Regions from separate parts of the Drosophila melanogaster genome. Here region 2 is linked to region 1. The links are chromatin contacts, called in public Hi-C maps. All regions are on one chromosome and are shown on one strand. The core of a region is the stretch at or near the end of the contact, and the rest is flanking DNA. Distances in the headings are between cores, read along the strand shown. Region 1 holds the start of CNMa (CNMamide). Region 2 holds the start of CG1927.

Evidence for each region. Hi-C and Micro-C count contacts between places; a contact is called where the count stands out from the background.
Region 2: a contact with region 1 is called in a Hi-C map of the Kc167 cell line, with 3 times the contacts expected there. A contact is called at or near these places in 15 of 107 Hi-C or Micro-C datasets (the Clone 8 cell line, the Kc167 cell line, the OSC cell line and 5 more).

The regions. Positions count from the first base shown.
Region 1 is chr3L:1,853,006-1,859,687 of dm6, forward strand. CNMa (CNMamide) reads right to left here and starts at 2,586. Exons shown (of 5, transcript NM_001202092.1): 1 at 1,708-2,586. It overlaps CG12024, which reads left to right and starts at 4,160. Exons shown (of 2, transcript NM_167921.3): 1 at 4,160-4,398; 2 at 4,508-6,042. The coding sequence starts at 4,240. The coding sequence ends at 5,179. Rap1 (Rap1 GTPase) reads right to left here. Exons shown (of 2, transcript NM_057509.5): 2 at 6,110-6,682.
Region 2 is chr3L:1,967,329-1,974,010 of dm6, forward strand. CG1927 reads right to left here and starts at 2,751. Exons shown (of 3, transcript NM_139427.4): 1 at 2,272-2,751; 2 at 1-174. The coding sequence starts at 2,289. CG11815 reads right to left here and starts at 3,872. Exons shown (of 1, transcript NM_139428.3): 1 at 2,863-3,872. The coding sequence starts at 3,802. The coding sequence ends at 2,951. acs (arcus) reads left to right here and starts at 4,310. Exons shown (of 9, transcript NM_139429.2): 1 at 4,310-4,493; 2 at 4,746-4,871; 3 at 4,935-5,085; 4 at 5,149-5,270; 5 at 5,710-5,936; 6 at 6,011-6,141; 7 at 6,208-6,386; 8 at 6,444-6,616; 9 at 6,673-6,682. The coding sequence starts at 4,489.

The DNA.
Region 1 (6,682 bases), core at 1,336-3,835:
AACTAATAGAAGTTAAAACAAGTTGGAAAGCAAATTAAGAATGACCTTTAAAAGCGGTCTATTGTAAGCTATTGTAAGTATGCTGCTGCAAATATTCAGCTATGCTTTTTTTCAATTGGACAAATTGCGTTAAATTGGCGTTTATTTGGAGTTATAAAAGTATATCAAAAGCACCTTATCTGGCTTCTTAGTAGCATTATTGCCCTAACCGCACCATCTTTCACTTAATTCGCTGTTTGATTTTCTATGGCGCCAGGTGACTTGCAACATATTTTCCATTTATTGCAGTTTATTACCGAAAACAATCGAAAAAGCACACCACCTCGCTATTTGGTGTTGCTGACTGAACCAGATTTTCTTCTATTTTTATTCACTTTTTTCACAGCGAGTGCAAGCGATAAACTCTGGCGATCGTGTCAGCGGTTTTCGCATCTCGATCGGTAATTTATGTCGCAGAGTAATCGCACGCCAAACGCATTTTAATGGCCCAATGAATATGAAAAAATGCCTCTAGAGCTGATAATGCACTGGTGTCGTGGCTAATTTGCGATCCCCAGCCAGGAGTCATCTCTATTTTGGTGTTGGAGCCAAGGCCTCGCTCGTAGAGGTTCCATTGAACCCACGGGGCGTGGCTCTTCCCCCATAAACATATAGTGCTAACTGGTATAACTACATATGGGAATTTATTTGACAGTTTTCCATGACGGCTTCGCGGTTATTACAAACTGAAACCGAACGGTGTCCGATAAGCGATAACAAGATGTCAAGGTATAGTTGACTAAATGTAGTTACTAAATTGCTAATTATGCTGCCAAGAAGTACGCACATCTATAGCTACGATATTAATCATAGAGTGCCAAATACTTGAATGAACACATGTAAATATTTGTTATATCGCCAGTTTTGACTGGTACATTCTAGAAGATCATCCAATAATACAATCATTTCGTTCGCACGTCAAATAAAACCTAATCTATGCTCAGAATCCCGAAGCAATTCACTGACATATTAAAAAATCAAACTAGGCTGGGGGTCTCGCCTTCTATGACCCAAATCGTATCATCAACTGGGAATGGGCATATATAATAATAAAATCGTTCTTATTCTTTTACTTGCCCGCCATAAAGTGCGTCATCGGAGGCGTCATAAAATATCGGACCACAAGCAACATGGAGAGCTAGGAGCTCGATCTTATCAAGAACAATAGGTTCAAATCTACTGACACGCCCTCTTTTTTTCCGCGCTTCTCGGGCTGTGTAAACAAAAGCTATCTGCATCCGAATCTAAGTTGGAATCCCCCCCTCCCAAGTAAAACTACGCAATACCTTCCAGCGATTCACGCGACTCTTTCCATTGAAACTTTAGGATTTCGCCTTTCGCTTGCAGCCCTGATAAGACGACTACACTTATTTTCTATATGTGGAACGTAATTAAAATCGAAAATCCCGCAGTGACAGTTCTGAAAACCTCTGCTGATAATGTATAAATAACTCAATTTATATATAAAGCTTCATTATCAATGAGTCGACGTAAATTTGGGCGCTAAAATGGGCGCCATTCAGCTGAAACTCAATGATTACATTTAAATGTACAAATATTTAGAGTATAGGAAAATCCAAGGATAATCTGTGCCACAAGATAATTATAACTTTGAGTAAGTTTTTTACAGTTCTAGTTTCGATTTAATAGTTAGTAATACAAACTCACCTTTGTCCAAATTCACAGGAAACAATTGAAAACTTTGACAGATATGTCTAGTTCTTGACACTTGATCCCGAATTCTGTCAGTTCCGGTTAACACTTTTCACTGTAACTGTACTTTTTACTGTAGCTGTACTTTTTTACTGAGTTGTTCCAAAAATAAATGTCAAATTAGAGCTTCAGCCAGCTAATGAACGCCACTAAATAGATTGCTGATTTGGCTTTAAATTATTTTTTTGTATTTTATTCTCCGCTGGCGAATCTCAACCGTTAGGTGTGACAATGCAGAATAAACGCAGGTCCGTTGGGAGCATTTGTTTATATAGGCGCTCGAAGACCGACGCCGCAAAAAGGGTAAATCAACAGGTGAAAATCAACAACCGACGACTTTTCCACTTCGGAGGTGACAGAAGTCAAATGCTCGTGTGGGCGGCTCGGATGGACTGGATTTTCGCCCACCAATGGGTGGGGTATTGAGTGTTTGTGGGGTTTGGGTCTCTGGTTGCACGAGTACTTGAAAAGTTTTTGTAATTTTATTTCTGCGCTTCTAATTTTGGGCACAATCTCGGATTTAGGCACTCGGATTCCTACTAAACGCGTTCTGCTCTGGCGGCGAACTAACTCATCGAATCCCACCAGCACCGACTCAAGTCGGTTGGAGCCTTCGGCCGCGATCTTCGTGCGCTTGTCGTGCCACGCTTTTGACAAATCGACCGATAAAGCCAAGATTTATGATCGGTGGGCCATATAGTTGGCGCTGCTGACTGCGCTACAGCACTGGGGATGGGTCATTTGGGTGCGCTGTGTCAGCAAATTAAGTCACTTGAATTATGTACCACTTCGATCTCTGAACCGTAAGTATTTTACTATCATCTAGGGCGTACTCCCTCGCCCGGTTCGTTAACTCAGGGCTTTGGGACTTCAAGGTGATTTGAGCAAGGTTTTTATAGTCTGTGCACTGGGATGATAGTGCCAGGGTGAGATTCGGAAAATGTTCCCACATGAACCAGTACTTCAACTGTAGGTCATTAAACTCGTCATGACTTAGCTGGAATATTTTAAATGTTAATTGGGTCAATGTCGACTTGCAGTTTTTCAACAGCGGAAGCTGAGATCGCAAAAGGCATTTCCAAACTCATGGAATTCAAATGAAATCATCACATGATTTGAGTTCCTTACACATTTTGGGTACATGTAAATATGACCCATTGTGCAGGGTGAACCTGTCACAAATGTAAATAAAATATTTTTAATGAGACATTAAGATTAATTGGGCACTTGTAAATAGAACCAACCCATTGTGGGATGTGCCTTTCACAAATCTAAATAAAAATGTTTAATCTATCATACAAGGGGGTTAAAAATAAAGTTTATACGAAAATAGCATGGAAATTTACACATGTCCATCGCATAGATAACTACACCGATCTCTTATCTCTTATGCGTACCTAATCATTCGCGTATCTCGGCAAATCTTCATTATAAAAATCCAAAAAAATATGACGCAACACCTTGCCCGGATTAAGTCACACAGAAACCCAAATTAATTGGGGGTGCCGTCGCATAAAAATCTTTAATTAAAATTTTCGACGTATTTTAAAGATTGTGTTTTGCTTATATAGAATCTCCCCCGAGTCATTTCCCAAATATAATGCGTCTTAAAAGCAAAGTCCCAGTAGACAGCAATTAATTCCGTCTAGTCTATAATTGGATGATCCGAACTCTCGAAACCTCTTGTCTGATCCGAAAATATCGGAAGGTAGCCCACGCTTCTTCCGCAGACTTTGTGATTAAATTGAAATTTATGGTTTCATCACCTCTATTCCGAACCCAAATCCGGCGGGGGTGTCTCGCTCATCACTTGTCCGACTGATTCTGATAAGCGGGCTCTTTGGACACCGCCCAGAGCTGATAGCAAATTAAGTGGCAGCCATATCAGTGCTAATTGACACTTATTAAAACGCGACCGACTGAACCGACACTGCTTGCCGGAACAAAGGCACCAGCACGTGCCGCCAATTATCAGCCACTCGAGTTGAGGATATCACGTGACAGCCGATGTGGCTGCTTCACTGAGTCATCTGTCGGATAACTTTCTCAAACTTCCATAAACAATGCACTAAATTGAACTTTATTGATACGGTCGCATAAAACCAGTTTGAATTGCCGCCAAAGCCGGACTTAACCGCTTTGCAACACTGCCAGTGTTAGATGTTGTGGTTGTAGAGTACCTCAGAAATAAGCTTTCCTCACTTCTTTGAACATGTGTAATCGCTGAATTGTAATATCCTCGCATGTATCCAAATTCATGATAGAGTATTGCTTGATGTTGCTAAAACACTTCAATATTTAAGTTATTTGTTAGTAATAATATTCTTGTTCAGCAATCTGGATTATTGTAAGGGCCAAGTAATTCTTATCAACTTATCTGTCACCAGTAGGAACCCCCTGTTTGTTGGCAGAATTAAAGAACATTCGCTCTGGTCACACTGCTCCGTCAATTGGACTGTGGGGGCGAAAATAAAAATAAGAATAATCATGTCAACGCTGCAGCTGGAATTTTCGCAGGCAATGACCGACTTTAAGAAGATGTTCCCGGACATCGACCGCGAGGTGATCGAGGCCATCCTGCGGGCGAACCTGGGGGCCGTGGACCAGACCATCGACGCCCTGCTGGCCATGTCGATTGACAACCAGGTGAGTGGAGGCGCCTGTGTATACTAACGTCTATGCTGTACTAACCCACTAACGAACGCAGAACGAGAAACTGCGCAATGAACTGGATGCTAATGTCTCGCCCCAGCAGAGCCTCATCAACCTGAACGACTCGGACAGGGACCTGCAGCTGGTGGACACCACGGACGGCGGAGGAGCGGGTGCAGTCGGTGCACCTGGAGCACCCAGTGCGCTGTTACCGACGGCCGGTGCATCGCCGAACCATCAGAACACGGGCGCTTCGCCCAAGCAGCGCCCGCTGGGAGCGGCCAACAGCAAGGGAAGCAGCCAGAACAACACGCCCACCAAACGCAGCAGGCGTTGGAATCCGCCCATCCTGGGTCCACTGCCTGCGGGCTTTCTGCGCATAACGCCCGCTCCCGGGCAGCAGGACTTCGAACTGCCGGACGAACAGTTCGCCCTGATGCTGCAGAACGAGGAGTTCATGAATCAGCTGCGCTGGAATCAGGACTTCATGAACGCCCTCGAGAAGGAGCAGAGCGGCAAGGCTAAGGGCGAGGACGACGCACCCTTCCAGGAGCGGCTCAAGAACATGGGCAAGATGTCGCGCAAGAAGTTCCTGCAGATGGCCCGAGTCTTCACCTGGCAGCGCAACAAGAAGGTGACCACGGCCAAGCAGATAGACTCCTTGCCGCTGCGCGAAGAGCCCAGCGACGACGAGGATCACCACCACCAGCAGCGTGATCAGCAGCAAGCGAGCCAGTCCAGCCAGCAGCAGGGTCAACTGCAGCTGCGCAAGTGAAGCGGATCGTTTTGTTATCTAATCTCAACGGCCATAACGTGACGATCACGTGCGCTAGTAATCTCCCCAGTTCCCCAGTCCAAAGTAATCTCCGGGCAAGAACGAAATCTGAAATCTCCTATCCCAATCTCGACACAAAGATGCGATGGTATTACCCTAGTTTTAACCTTAAGTGCAATTTTTACCCTACCGTGCAATACCCCCATATACCCATACATATATTCCTTGTTTGTATACGTTTTGTTTACCCTTTCGTTGTTGCCAAATTAGCGTAGTTAAGTTTTATGCATAATTTGTAATCGATACTAAGGCGGCCTCTTTTAAGCCGCGATTGCTAGAGATTGCTAGAAAGCCACACTCACTCACACGTTCGACTGATTATAAAAAGCGTTAATTAACAAGCATCACACCAGGAATCGGAGGCGAGTCCCCCAGTATAGCACTTTGCTTAGCCCAAAACCTAGTCATGAAGCGGAACTCGAGCCACTTATTGTACAGTAATAGAAACTACCACGTAACTCTGTCTTAAAATTCACTTTCTACATTTTAACTGCTGGCGAGCGATTCGCCGGCTTCTACGAAAAGCATGCATTATGATTGTATATCTCAACCCGCGAATCTCTCGGAACTTGCATACCATATCAGCTGTGGATACAATGCGGTTTTACTACTCCTACGCCCCAACTTAACTCCGAATCGATCCTATCGCAGATCTTACGCTGGATTAACATGCGTGCTATAAACTAGCAGAATATTATAATTATAAAGACGAGCTATTTGATTGTAATTGTATATGTATAAATATTTGAATAACAACCTTATATAACTATTCCAAGTATCAAATACAGATATTTCAAAACTTCAATGCAATCGTCTTGTCTTTAACTTCTGAATGAACTATGCTAAGAATAAGGCATACGCTCCACAAATGAATTTATTTAATTTTTATTTTGTTTTTGCATTTCCTTTTTAATTTTTTATAAACATAATACATTTATTAATAATTAAAAGATGCTCGATCATGTCGACCTACTGCGTCGCGAATTCGGGACTGCCAGGATTCTGAGATCAGAGGCTCTGTGTGGGGTCCCAAAAACGCGACCAGTAGGGAAACAAGTTCGAAAAAATGGTTTTTCAATTACATTTTTCACACGCTCATTATTACATTATGTTATTGTAACGGTTGGTTTGTTTGTTGTTTATTATGTTCAAAAATGATTTGTATCTTTATCATATATTTAATATATACGCTTGGGCTTAGGTTTTATTTAGTTTACTTTTAATGTTGGTTGTTGGCTGTGTTTAGACTTTGATTTAAGGGCATATTGGTTACTACTCGTACGCGAAGTTTATGCAATGTTTATTATGAAATATTTGTAAATTACTTCGTTTTTAGGTTTCTTTTCATTTTGGGATTGACACGACAGTTTAGTTTGTGTTAAACCATTTCTTATGTATTAAATATTCTAGAATTTGTGGCTCTCTCTGCACTTCCTGCTCCTC
Region 2 (6,682 bases), core at 1,501-4,000, 110 kb after region 1:
ATCGCATATGGTTCCGCGGAGATAGTGCTTGGGTACATGGAAATTCGTGTGTTTGCGGAAGTGAACCTTGGTCACCTGGTCGTGGATCGGTTCACCGGTCTCCTCATCGAAGGCCGGTCTATTAACGCGGACGGTGTCTGTGTAGAAGTACTCCAACTCACCCGTTTCGCAGTTCTGTCGGAGATTGGATCGAATCAGATAATATAGTGTTAAGAGAGTGGTCTAAGAGAGCGGTCTAAGAGAGAGCGAAAGAGAGCGCTGGGCGGCACTCAAGAATCGCGTGATCGAGATTTTGTTGGTAATTTATGGGCCGAACCTGGTGGAATTTGCAAGTCAGATTTATAAAGCAAACATGCCTGAAGTTGATTAAAGGTTTTGAATCTACATTTCTATCTTCGAATGCCATTTAAAGCAGATGACTCTGTTCATCTATTGTCTGGCTTTCTAATGTGTTTTACGAACAGCGGGTATACAAGATTTAAGAGAGCTTCCCTTACACATTTCTCTTGAGCTCTCTTTGCCACATTTATATTGTTTATGAAATGTTATCGGAGGTCGGCGGGCGACGAACAAGAAGCAGACGCCAGTCACAGAAATGTGTTTATATATCCCGAAAATAGAATCACGTACGCCTATTCTGATAACATCGCCAGATCGTACACCAGGGCGTATGAATAATGAACCGCTTGCGACACCTGAGATTACCACTACTATTACTAGGCACTAATGCATCCCACCCGACTTCTTACCACGAACATGGCTACTTCGGTACTGAAAACTAGACCCCCAAAAACCCACGAAGGCGAACAGAGCCAGAAACTCAAGTATCACTTATCAGTTGCGGCTGGAAGTCGGGCCGATCGACAGACGCCGCCTTCTTATCGGTTCTATAAAATAGGGCGTGGAAATCGAGGGGGGGGGGGCAACTCCGCCCCCTTAGTCTATTAAGGTGCAATTAATGCTTATGGACGGCAGAAAATTGTAAATTGCACATGCAATTACAGACTTTTTCACTCAATTTCACAGTCCTTTGTTTTTGCCATAGTGACACTAATAACTTGAGTTGCATAAGCACCGACCGGTTTGCGTGTCCAATGTGATTTGATCAGAACACATATAATACAAACTGATGGGGCTAAATTGATAATCTCCCTGATCTCTGATTGGCAATCGAATAAATTGAGTTATTGAGTTATATCGAAACTACTTTGTATCAAACAGAGACTGACATTTAATCGAACCTTAGCTTGACAACCTGTGGGCATTATGTTCCCAAGATCACGAAGGCAATTAAACACAATCGCTGTCGATTTGTACTAAAACGTATATTCATATTAGATTATTATTATATTGGCACAGTGCAATACATTTAATTATCTTGCTGAACTTGATGGTGATCTTCAAATTTCTGGGAAAGTTACCACCAAAACTACGTGCAAGGCAAACTAAACTCTTTATAACTACTCCTAAAATATATAGAAGTACAGATAGCAAACCTATGATGAGTTGGTAGCATGATAAGTTGGCTACTCCCACTCGAGTTCAGATTATTTTTAAAGTCAAAACGCTTATCGAACAGCAAGACAAAATAAATAAAATACCTTACAATTGCTAGCTTGATAAGTAAATTGTTATTTGAGCCTGACAAATGCCTTCACTTGTTTCGTTCCCAAGTCGCTTGTTAAGTTCATAAACTGTATAATCCACATTTAACCGTGGGTTGTATAACACATTACATAGAAAAGGGTGGATTTTTATTTTCTCAGTGCTTTTCATGTTTTGGTCAAAAGCATGTATTTGAGCACCCCTCTTGATGACGTCCATCATAAACAAAGTTGACTTATGTCAACTGAATGTACTATGTACGGTGGTGAGCCCTTTTGAAAAAAAGACTGTAATGGCAGATAAGCGGTCGAACATAAAAACAAGGCCAGCTAATCAATGTGACTAGATAATCTACACTATATTTAGTTTATGAATTTGGCTATTGCGTTCTCTTTTCGGCTTACTGGAGTCACAGTTGGCTTAGTGCTGTAGTCTGTAATTAACTGAGTATGGGATTTGGCCCGGCATTTTATGGCACCTTAATTACAAGCCCGACATGAGCCGCAAAAAATCCTACAGATCCCACTCTTCTTTGTATATATATATGTATATTTGTTTTCCAACTAACCAAGATGGTTAACTGGTTTACAGATCGCAGCTTTCATAGTACATCTGGCTCTCTTTTCTCTTTTCCGTTTGGCACTTCTCTCCGCTTTTGGCACTTACCTTAATGGAATAACCCATGGCTGCTGTCTGGCTTATGGTTTATTTTCACAGTTATGTCGGCGTCTGGCTTTGTATTTATTTGTCAAAACTATTTTTCACGCGAACCACAAACAGAAACTCACACAAACAACGTATATCTGCGAATTTATATGCGAGTGTGTGTGTGTATATTTTGATCCACTGCAATCGGAATATTATATGGACGAGGAAACTGTGCTACGATGGATATTTCGAAACCGGTTAAGCGGTTCGCCAGTTGCCTTTGCTGTTTTTGCCCGTTTCATTTGCGGCTCGATTGTTGTGTTTATTTTGGTTGAGGGGCGACCTGTTGGCTTTTCGATGATTTGGGAGATCCGCAATTAAATTTGCATAGCCAATCGGTATAATGACTAAAAAAAAAACGTAGTTTCGATATCGGATTTTCACGCTTCTCTCGGCGAACTCGAACTTTTTCCACACACGCACACCGAACAACTGATTTCAATTCGTTGGGAGAGAAAATCGGATGGTGTGACCGCTAATATGCCACCAGTATATACCAGTTTTCGAAAGAGCTTTTTCAAAGCTCAACACACTAAAAATACTGGAATTAAACTACAATTCATTTATTAAGCTACCAAATAACGTACATTTTTGAACAATATTGTTCATTTTTCAAGAGTAACGCAGTCTGCTTTATTTAATCCTTTTTGTTGTCATCGCCTTCACACTTTCCTTCCTCCTTCTTTTGTTGCTCCTTCTTTTTGATGTCTTCTTCCTTCTTTTGGCACCAAGCTTTCAGTTCATCCTCGCTCATGTCCTGGACTTTCTTCTCCTTGGGCGAGGACTTGGCCTCCTTCTTTTCCTGCTCCTTCTTTTTGATGTCCTCTTCCTTTTTCTGGCACCAAGCCTTCAGTTCCTCCTCGCTCATGTCCTGGATTTTCTTCTCCTTGGGCGAGGACTTGGCCTCCTTCTTTTCCTGCTCCTTCTTTTTGATGTCCTCCTCCTTTTTCTTGCACCACTCCTTTAGCTCCTCCTCACTCATCTCCTGGAGACACTTCTCCTCGGCCGAAGATTTGGCCTTCTGGATTTTCTTGGCTTGGTTGGAGAGTATCGCATCGCACTCGCTTTCCAGCTTCTTCATGGTCTCCAGTTGGGCCTCGCCACACTCGGATTCTTCGTCGGCTTCGATGGATGCCTGTAGTCCTCCGTCCAATCGACGTTCGTCTCGTAACTCCACAGCCGTGACCGTGAGTTCCATAAATGAGAATCGATGATAGCCAAAGTAAGTTGGGTTCTTGTAGGGCAGCGCTTTGCCTGCTCCTGGTCCCAGCTTCTCATCCGGTCCACTGAACTGGCGGAAGGAAGAGGGTCTCACAAACGGCGGCACATCGATCCCATTGTGATCGACACTGGTCGGTTGGTAGCCCTCATCCGGTGGATCCTTTGGTGGGCGAGGGGTGTTCGATGGCTTGTTGCTCAACTTGGGCTTATCAGACAGGCGGCGAAGAATTACAGGTTTTATGAACAATCGAAGTGGATTCTTAGACATTTTCGGGAGCACTTTTGTTTTAAAGTAAATGTTTTTAAATTTTACTGTTGCTCAAAACAGGAGATGTCATTTTCAGAGGTTACTGTGTAAAATTGAAAATATACATCTCTACATCACGTATACGCCCTGATATCCTAAAGCTTTATTCTGTAAAGTAAAATGTAAGCTTTGTGTGGAAGTATCGACTAACTAGAAATGTTGAATTCAATGATGTCCAAGCTTTTGCCATAATATATTAGGTATAAAGAGTTTGATGATTGTCGATGAACTTTTCGGGAGGTTCAAACCGATCAGCAAACTGGTTAAGGCCTTCATTCTGGTTTTATTATTTCCACTTAAGAGTGCACATAATATTTTGGCATACATTTCGGATTGCTGCACTCCGGTTTCCCACGTTCCCCGCGAAGTCTTCTGATACGGCTGATTATCGTGCAATTATCTTTCCAAGATTATCAGCACGGTTTACGAACGAGAGGTGTTGAGCGGCTTCGACCGGGATCCGAAATTTAGTATCCGTCCGGTGGGCCAGGCACTCGGTTGAGTCCCCAAGAAATCTGGTTGGGCCGGGAATTCGCAATCACGAAACGATCTTTGTCTCTTTGGCGACTTAATTGCGTGTGATAAAAGATTTATACGCCCGCGAGCTCAAGTAGCTTTATCAAATACTCGGTCGCTACTTTATCGCTATGAAGTGAGTAGTCTTCGTATTCTTCTGGTTTCGAGATCGTAAAAAATAAGCTAACTGATGCGCAAACACAATAAATGACAAAACATTAGCCTCAACCAAATCCCGGTTAAGAAATTGTATATTTTTACGACCTTTAATTTTGAACCAACATCTTTTCTCGAGGAACCTCCTTGGCGCTTATTGTTTAACGACCCGAACCCATTTATCAATCAATCAATTCACCTCAAAAACAACTTTTAATTGCTCCCCCAACAGCGACGATATAAAAACCGTGACGGTTTACCCAACCACACTGGAATTAACGACCCCAACAAAATCAGCGAATGGCAGTAACGATGATTACGATCCTCATCAGCACCGCGAGCTGAAGAATCCCACTACGTAAGCATAGATTTTCAACAGTGCTGAGCTCAGAGAATCATTTTCAGGCCCCACTTTCCCCAGAAACTTTCAGACATTCGCCCACTTCCTGAAGGCTTCCGTGGGCACTGGCGTCCTGGCCATGCCCAGTGCCTTCGCACACGCAGGATATGTGAATGGCACCCTTCTCACGCTGATCATTGGATCGCTGGCCCTCTACTGCCTGCACATTTTGGTGGGTTTTTGGTGGGAGTCACATAGAAATTTCCTTACTTACTTATATATACTTGATTTACAGATCAAATGCATGTACATACTGTGCAAGCGGCAGCGGGTTCCCTACGTCAGCTTTTCGCAGGCCATGAATCTGGGACTCAAACAAGGTCCACCCTGGCTGCGTTGTTTGGCACCCATTGCCGTGTAAGTGAAGTAACTCGGCAAAACAACTGCTATCTATAACTTCCCTCTATATATTGATTAACTTTCTAAGTGCTTTTTAATGATTACTCAATTGGGTAATGAAAATCTTATCTTGTTGTTGATCAATAGATTTTCACTACGATTTATTGTATCTTTATCTTTACAATAGCACCCTAAAATATGGGGGCACATCCCAATAGTTTGTTTAGTAATTGGTTTACATCGCTTATCAATAATATCTTGAGGGTTTTTTTTATTCAATTACTTGCTTAAGTTGCGGAAGGTTTACCAATTTACATTTTAGCCAAGTGTTGAGTACCTATTGTGAAATTTGTTTCCTAGTGGCTTTAGCATTTAACTTAGGCATGAGGCATACTTACTTGTTTTATGTTTTATATATTGTATGTAAATCATATTTTATAGTGTTATTTTTCATCAGTCCCTTTGTAGATGGCTTCCTGGCCTTTTACCACTTCGGCATCTGTTGCGTCTACGTGGTTTTCATAGCGGAAAGCATAAAGCAGCTGGTGGATGAGTATCTGGTGGTCTGGGATGTGCGAATACACATGTGCATCATCATTGTGCCACTCCTGCTGATATATAGCATAAAGAATTTAAAGCTACTCGCGCCTTTTTCCAGTGCAGCAAATCTTTTGCTTCTAGTGGGTAAGTTTTTTGTTTAATTTGCATACTTTTTCTAAAAAGAAGTCATTAAGTTCCACTTTTTAATTTTTAACTAGGTTTCGGCATCATTTTGTACTACATCTTTGAGGAGCTACCACCCCTAAGTGAACGAGATCCTTTTGTGGCCGCCGGAAAGTTGCCCACCTTCTTTGGCACAGTGCTCTTTGCTCTGGAAGCAGTGGGAGTGGTAAGTCTTAAAAATAATAAACATATCATATATAATGCAATTTAATCATTTATCTTCTTTGAAAAGATCCTGGCAATTGAGGAGAATATGGCCACGCCCAAATCCTTTGTGGGCCCCTGTGGCATTTTGAATAGTGGCATGTCCATAGTGCTGGGCTTGTATGTTCTGCTCGGATTCTTTGGCTACTGGAAATATGGCAATGAGTCGGAGGGCAGTATTACACTGAATATTCCGCAGTCTGAAATGTGAGTTCTCAATGCTATTTAAGTGTTAGCCACTTAATGTTGAATTCCGCCTTTTAGACCCGCTCAGGTGGTAAAGGTATTCTTTGCCATCACCACTTGGATCTCATATGCCTTGCAGGGCTATGTGACTGCCCACATCCTGTGGGATAAATACTTGGCCAAGCGCTTCAAGGAAACCAGGCAGACATTCTATGAACTGATTTTCAGAGCCATAATCGTGCTGCTCACTTGTAAGGAAAGAAACATTTGATGAAATACTAGTTTTAATATGTTTATATATTTTTAGTTGGCTGCGC